2 separate regions of the Zea mays genome follow, and region 1 is linked to region 2. A link is a contact called in public Hi-C data. All regions are on one chromosome and are shown on one strand. Each heading gives the region's core, a stretch centred on a gene start, on an enhancer-like site or on the middle of the called end of the contact. The rest is flanking DNA. Distances are from core to core; before and after follow the strand shown.

What was found. Hi-C and Micro-C count contacts between places; a contact is called where the count stands out from the background.
Region 1: a contact with region 2 is called in a Hi-C map of tassel, with 3 times the contacts expected there. The contact joins the promoter of LOC103653831 here to the promoter of LOC100285570 in region 2. A contact is called at or near these places in 3 of 25 Hi-C or Micro-C datasets (ear, leaf and tassel) and 1 of 3 datasets of contacts at active chromatin or transcription factors (leaf).

The regions. Positions count from the first base shown.
Region 1 is chr4:151,738,331-151,741,157 of Zm-B73-REFERENCE-NAM-5.0, reverse strand. LOC103653831 (WD repeat-containing protein 44) reads right to left here and starts at 1,438. Exons shown (of 7, transcript XM_008680640.4): 1 at 1-1,438. The coding sequence starts at 959.
Region 2 is chr4:151,344,248-151,346,947 of Zm-B73-REFERENCE-NAM-5.0, reverse strand. It overlaps LOC100285570 (ferredoxin-thioredoxin reductase, variable chain-like), which reads left to right and starts at 1,448. Exons shown (of 1, transcript XM_020551890.2): 1 at 1,448-2,455. The coding sequence starts at 1,781. The coding sequence ends at 2,260.

The DNA of each region.
Region 1 (2,827 bases), core at 189-2,688, 390 kb before region 2:
GAACCATTGTGTGCATGTATCTCCTGTGTCATAAACAGGCCACTGAGTTCCTTATATGACTTCCCATACTGCCGCACCTTGACACGGGCCGGGCCATGGCGTGGAACACTGTCCTGGCTGTCATCCGTAGCGGAGCTGGAGTGGTGCCCGCCTTTCTCTGAAGACGTGTCCTTCTCGTCGCTGCTGCTGCGGTCACGGGAGTGGGTGACCAAGGACCCAGCTGCGCAGCGGATGCTGCGGAGCCAGCTGCTTCGCCGCTTGGAGCGCGACCCACCATTGCTGGAACCTGAGCTCGACCTTTCGATCGGTGTGGAGGCGCCACTTTGGGAATTTGAGTTGCAGTTGGAGTTGGGAGTACTAAAAGCTTGGCGCCGCATAAGCTCCTGAACAATAGGTGAGCGGGCCAACTCCTCAACGGTAAGGTGGCGCCCCGTGCCGACCTCGCGGAGACCGAATTCTTCCTTCACCACGTACTCTCTGCCGTCGTCAAGGTTCCTGATCAAGCACCTGGGGTCCTCGTCGGCAGGATCGGGCCCGTCGGACAAGGATGACCGCAGACGGACGCCCCCGAGTGGTGGCTTCCCGGCGGAGCCGAGGGCGGCCCCGCCTGATCTGGACCGAGAGACGGGAGAGGCTGGGGGCGGGCCCGCGGCATCTTCGGAGGCGGACCGGCCAGTCTCAAACCCGGCGAGGGAAGGATCCCCTATGAGCCCCATCAGCTGGAGCAGCCGGCGGCGCCGCTCCTGGACGGGCGACGGCTGAGAGGTCCACAGGTCGAGGGCCGCTGCGGCGGCCGCGACCGGCGCATCGCAACCGCGGCGGCGGCGCGGGCTGTCGGCGCCGTCGTCGTCCGAGGCAGATGTGGAGGAGCCCGAGGAGGAGAGGATGCGATCGAGCGACTCGTAGAACAGGTCCTCCTCCTCTTCCTCCCCGCTCTCCACCTCCTCATCCACGTTCATCGCGCCGCCAGCATTGGCCGTGGAGGCAGCCGTCGCAGGGAGGCGCGGCGCGCGCGGTGTGTTCGGCGAATTGCGCGAGGGACAAAGATGGTGATGGGTGGGAGAAGGGCGGGAGGTCAGAGCTCAGAGGTGCGGGGGAAGGGGAAGTGGTAGCAGCAAGTGGCGGCGTTAGATGAGATCCGCCACGCCCTCGCCCCAGCACCCGCGCACGACGACAACCTAACCGGGAGCGATCCCGTTCCTTCCTCTGATCTCACCACCCGCCCAGCGCAGCGCCGCCCCACCGCGTCTTTACTCGACTGCTCGCGTCGCCGTCGTCCGTTGTCGCGGTAACTGCTTCTTGTCCGCCCGGCCGCTAATACACAGCTGGTGCTGGGTTTTTTTATTATTTGAGATTCAGAGTTCCATTTCATTAGGGAATATGATGATTGTACTCTTCAGTCAACAACAGATGTTCGATGCAGGCTGGGGCATCATCCACTCCCAAACTGATTCACCTGCGAGGCTGTGACCTGCTTTGATAGTTTACGTATTGTTGGGACTTGTTTTCAAATGCTATAAGTCAAGAACAAGGCAACACGAAGTCTTAAATGTCAATGTTCTTGGTACTTCGAAGCATTATTTCCCTCAGGATATAACAGACATGTTTGTTTCGGCTTCTAGCAGCTTCTGGCCACCAAAAGCTGCTGCGGATTGCTAAACGCTCAACTTTTCAGCCAGCTTCTATAAAATTCGTTGGGGGCAAAAACCATCCAAAATCAACATAAACACATAATCGGTTGAGTCGTTGTAATAGTAGGAATCAGTCACTTTCTAAATCCTGAGCCCTATGAACAACTTTATCTTCCTTCACACGTAATCGTAATGATACTCAAATTCTCCATACAGCCAGATTCTCTCTACAACCAGATTTTCAGAAAAGCTAGTTAGAAAAAAGCTGAACCAAACAGGCCCAACGATCTTCGAACGAAGGTCATGAAGGGCGTACCTTCATGATCACGGTTATAAGCTAATGAAAAGTGAAATATATGGAATATGAAAGATAATATGAACAAACACATAATATCACTCATATGTTATCATTATATGAACTTTGATATTAAATATGATATTTAATTACATTTATACCTTCGGCTTGACAGAAGGCAAAAATCTAAATGTTGCGCACGAGCGATTACAGGATAGCGTGAATAGTACGGGGTACTGTTCATCTATTTATAGGCACGGGACGCAGCCCGGTCGAAATTATATTCATGCCCTCGACAAATAACTATAAACATGACACAAACTATCATGGACTGATCGGTCTTTGCCTCTTTAGGTCTGTGTAGCCCTTCGTCTCAATGCATGTCACTATGCCGAAGCTTCCTGGATCGTAACTTCGGCCTGTACCTTCGTGTTGTGTCTGCTTATGTGTTAACTTGCTTAGAGGACCTTCGGCTACGAAGCAGACCCCCAACAGTAGCCCCTTCGCGGTGCTAGATCGTTTTTCGTAACGAGCTTGATCCGTGAAAAAATCTCAAAAGCTTCGGAATTCCGAAGGTCCGAAAAACACCTTCCCTGAGTTCGTTGCCGAGAAACGATTAAAATATTTAGAGCGCAAGGTGACCCACCACGCAGCGGGTACGAACGATCTGGTAATTCACTTCCCAGGCGCCGAGTGGTCCACCATTCAGCGGGTGCGGGCGACTGTTCAGCGGGTGTGGGCGACTTGGCGATTCACCTTCCCACCTGCAGCACTATATAAACAGACGAGCAGGTGTGGAGTTACCACAGCATTCATTGCCGTTGCACTGTTGTGCTGCCGAAAAACTTGACCACAGCCGAAGCTTGCTCACTGTATTCTCAACCGAAGGATCATTTTTCTC
Region 2 (2,700 bases), core at 199-2,698:
GGAGGCTCCTCCGAGGTCGAGGTCGAGTCTGTCTTTCGTGGTCGAGGTCGAGTCCGAGCCCCGGGTCGGGCGAGGCGGAGACCGTCGGCTGAGGCCAGGGCTGAGTCCGAGCCCTGGGGTCGGGCAAGGCGGAGTTCGTCGTCTTCGGGGGCTGAGCCCGAGTCCGAGCCCTAGGGTCGGGCGAGGCGGAGTTCGTCGTCTTCCGGGGGCCGAGGCCGAGTCCGAGCCCTGGGGTCGGGCGAGGCGGAGTTCGTCGTCTTTCGGGGCCGAGGCCGAGTCCGAGCCCTGGGGTCGGGCGAGGCAGAGCTTCCTATGGCGCCCGAGGCCTGACTTGGCTGCTGTCAGCCTCACTCTGTCGAGTGGCACAACAGTCGGAGCGGCGCAGGCGGCGCTGTCCTCTCGTCAGGCGGTCAGTGGAGCGGCGAAGTGACTGCGGTCACTTCGGCTCTGTCGACTGGAGGGCGCGCGTCAGGATAAGGTGTCAGGCCATCCTCGCATTAAATGCTTCTGCGGTGCGGTCGGTCGGTGTGGCAATCTGGCCAAGGTTGCTTGTTGGCGAAGACTGGGCCTCGGGCGAGACGTGAATCCTCCGGGGTCGGCTGCCCTTGCCCGAGGCTGGGCTCGGGTGAGGCGAGATCGTGTCCCTTGAGTGGACCGAGCCTTGACTTAATCGCACCCATCAGGCCTTTGCAGCTTTGTGCTGATGGGGTTACCAGCTGAGATTAGGAGTCTTGGGGGTACCCCTAATTATGGTCCCCGACATCTGCATTGTCGTCCCTTCGTCTCCGAACCACCGTCAGCGTTTTGATAACCTGCACGGGTGCCGGCGAATCAGGTTTCTGGGAAGTGCTTCGCGCACGTCCGCTCGGGTTCCTCTAAAAAATCGTAGAAATCACTGTGAATAAATCTGCAGTTTCAGTTTGTTGCAATGACGGTCTTATGGTTAGATCCGCTGTCGATTGTTATTTTATGCGTTAATCTTATTGAGTTAGTTTAGATCTGTTCTTGTTGAGGTAGTAGATCTGGATTTTTTTCGTTTTATACTGCATTATCAAATTAATTTTAGATCCTGTTAATATTTCCAACAATTTGGATCAGTGTCCGGAGGTCTTTTCTGAGGTGCAATGGCCACCCTAGCCCTCGGCAATGGCACTGATGGTTGGTAGTTGCTGAATACTGGTACGGTACCTCAATGCCTGTTTCCATTCAGCTCTGGGACGTTCACCGTTTGATGTGCTGTACGGACATCCGCCATGTCACTTTGGGACGTTCACCGGTTTCCAGATTGGGACAAGCTGGTTTTGCATTGCATGGAGATGGGAATGTCAGTTAGGAGAGGCTGAGGACCGAAGAGTGCTGACTGGCGTCGGTGGCGTGGTCTAAATCCTGAACCCCAATCTTCTCTTATATGCTTCTTCTTCATCCTCTGGCTACCGAAACTTGTTTGGTTATCCTCGGATTCTCGCTGAGCATCGTGACACATGGCGAGCAGAGCAACCACAGCCAGGGGTGCGCTCCCGCCTTATCCACTTCTTTGGTTTTCGCGCTAGATGCTCTGCAAACTCGCCAAACCCTCAGCGTTTCCCGGGGCCCAGACGAACAGAGGCAAACCGAGGCATCCATCACCTCGGCAGAACGCCAGAACCCATACGCAACTCGCAGTCGCAGCGACCGTCCGCTCGCTCCCGCCTTTCGTTTGCCCCGCCGCCTCTATCCTTTCCTCGACTCCTCCGCATCCACCACCTGTTCGACCCAGCACCGGAGAGTCCCCACCCACCCAATGGCGACCGCCACCGCGGCCGTAGCGCCGCCGTCCACCTCCACCTCCTCGGTCCTCCTGCGCCGCCGGCTCCCTTCCCCGGCGCCCGCGTCCGCGTCCGCCGCCTTCCCCCGGCTCCCCGGCCCGCCCCCGCCCCCGCCGCGCCGCGCGCGCCTGCTCCTCCTCCAGGTCGCGCTCACCAGCGAGGTGGCCTCGGACGACGTGGCGGCCGAGGAGGCCGCGGCCGCGCCCAAGATCGGCAGGCGGGTGCGCGTCACGGCGCCGCTCCGCGTCCACCACGTCATCAAGGCGCCCGACCTGGACGTCCAGGGCATGGAGGGCGTCGTCAAGCAGTACGTCGGCGTGTGGAAGGGCAAGCGCGTCACCGCCAACCTGCCCTTCAAGGTCGAGGTCCAGCTCGCCGTCGAGGGCCAGCCCAAGCCCGTCCGGTTCTTCGTCCACCTCCGTGAGGACGAGTTCGAGTTCGTCGATGGGGAGTGATGTGACGGGCGTCAGTCAGAGCGCGTCCGAGTTAACCGTTCTTATAGATTATAGAATAATCATGGCCGCGGCGGTCGCTTGTGTCTTGTGTATATTGTTCCGGCGGGGTAGTAAGCTTGGGAGTGGCAAATGTTTCAGCTGTTGGGAATTGTTCGGAGTTATAATAGTGATCATTTTGCCGCTGTTTGTCGACTATGCTCCGTGGATTGCTGCTGTTTAGAAACCCTTCCATTGCGCCTTTTCTAAATCCTCCGAACAACCAGCATCACCTTAGCATGTGCTCAATCGAAATTATGGGCCCCTAAGGTCAAAGTGTGCAGGTGTAGTTTTGTATTTACATTGGACAGGCAGATGCACATTACATTCAGTATTTTGTCCTACATTAGATCAGCTCCAACCGAGGGAATGGATTTTTAGCTGTTTAAGCCTCTTGTGCGGGC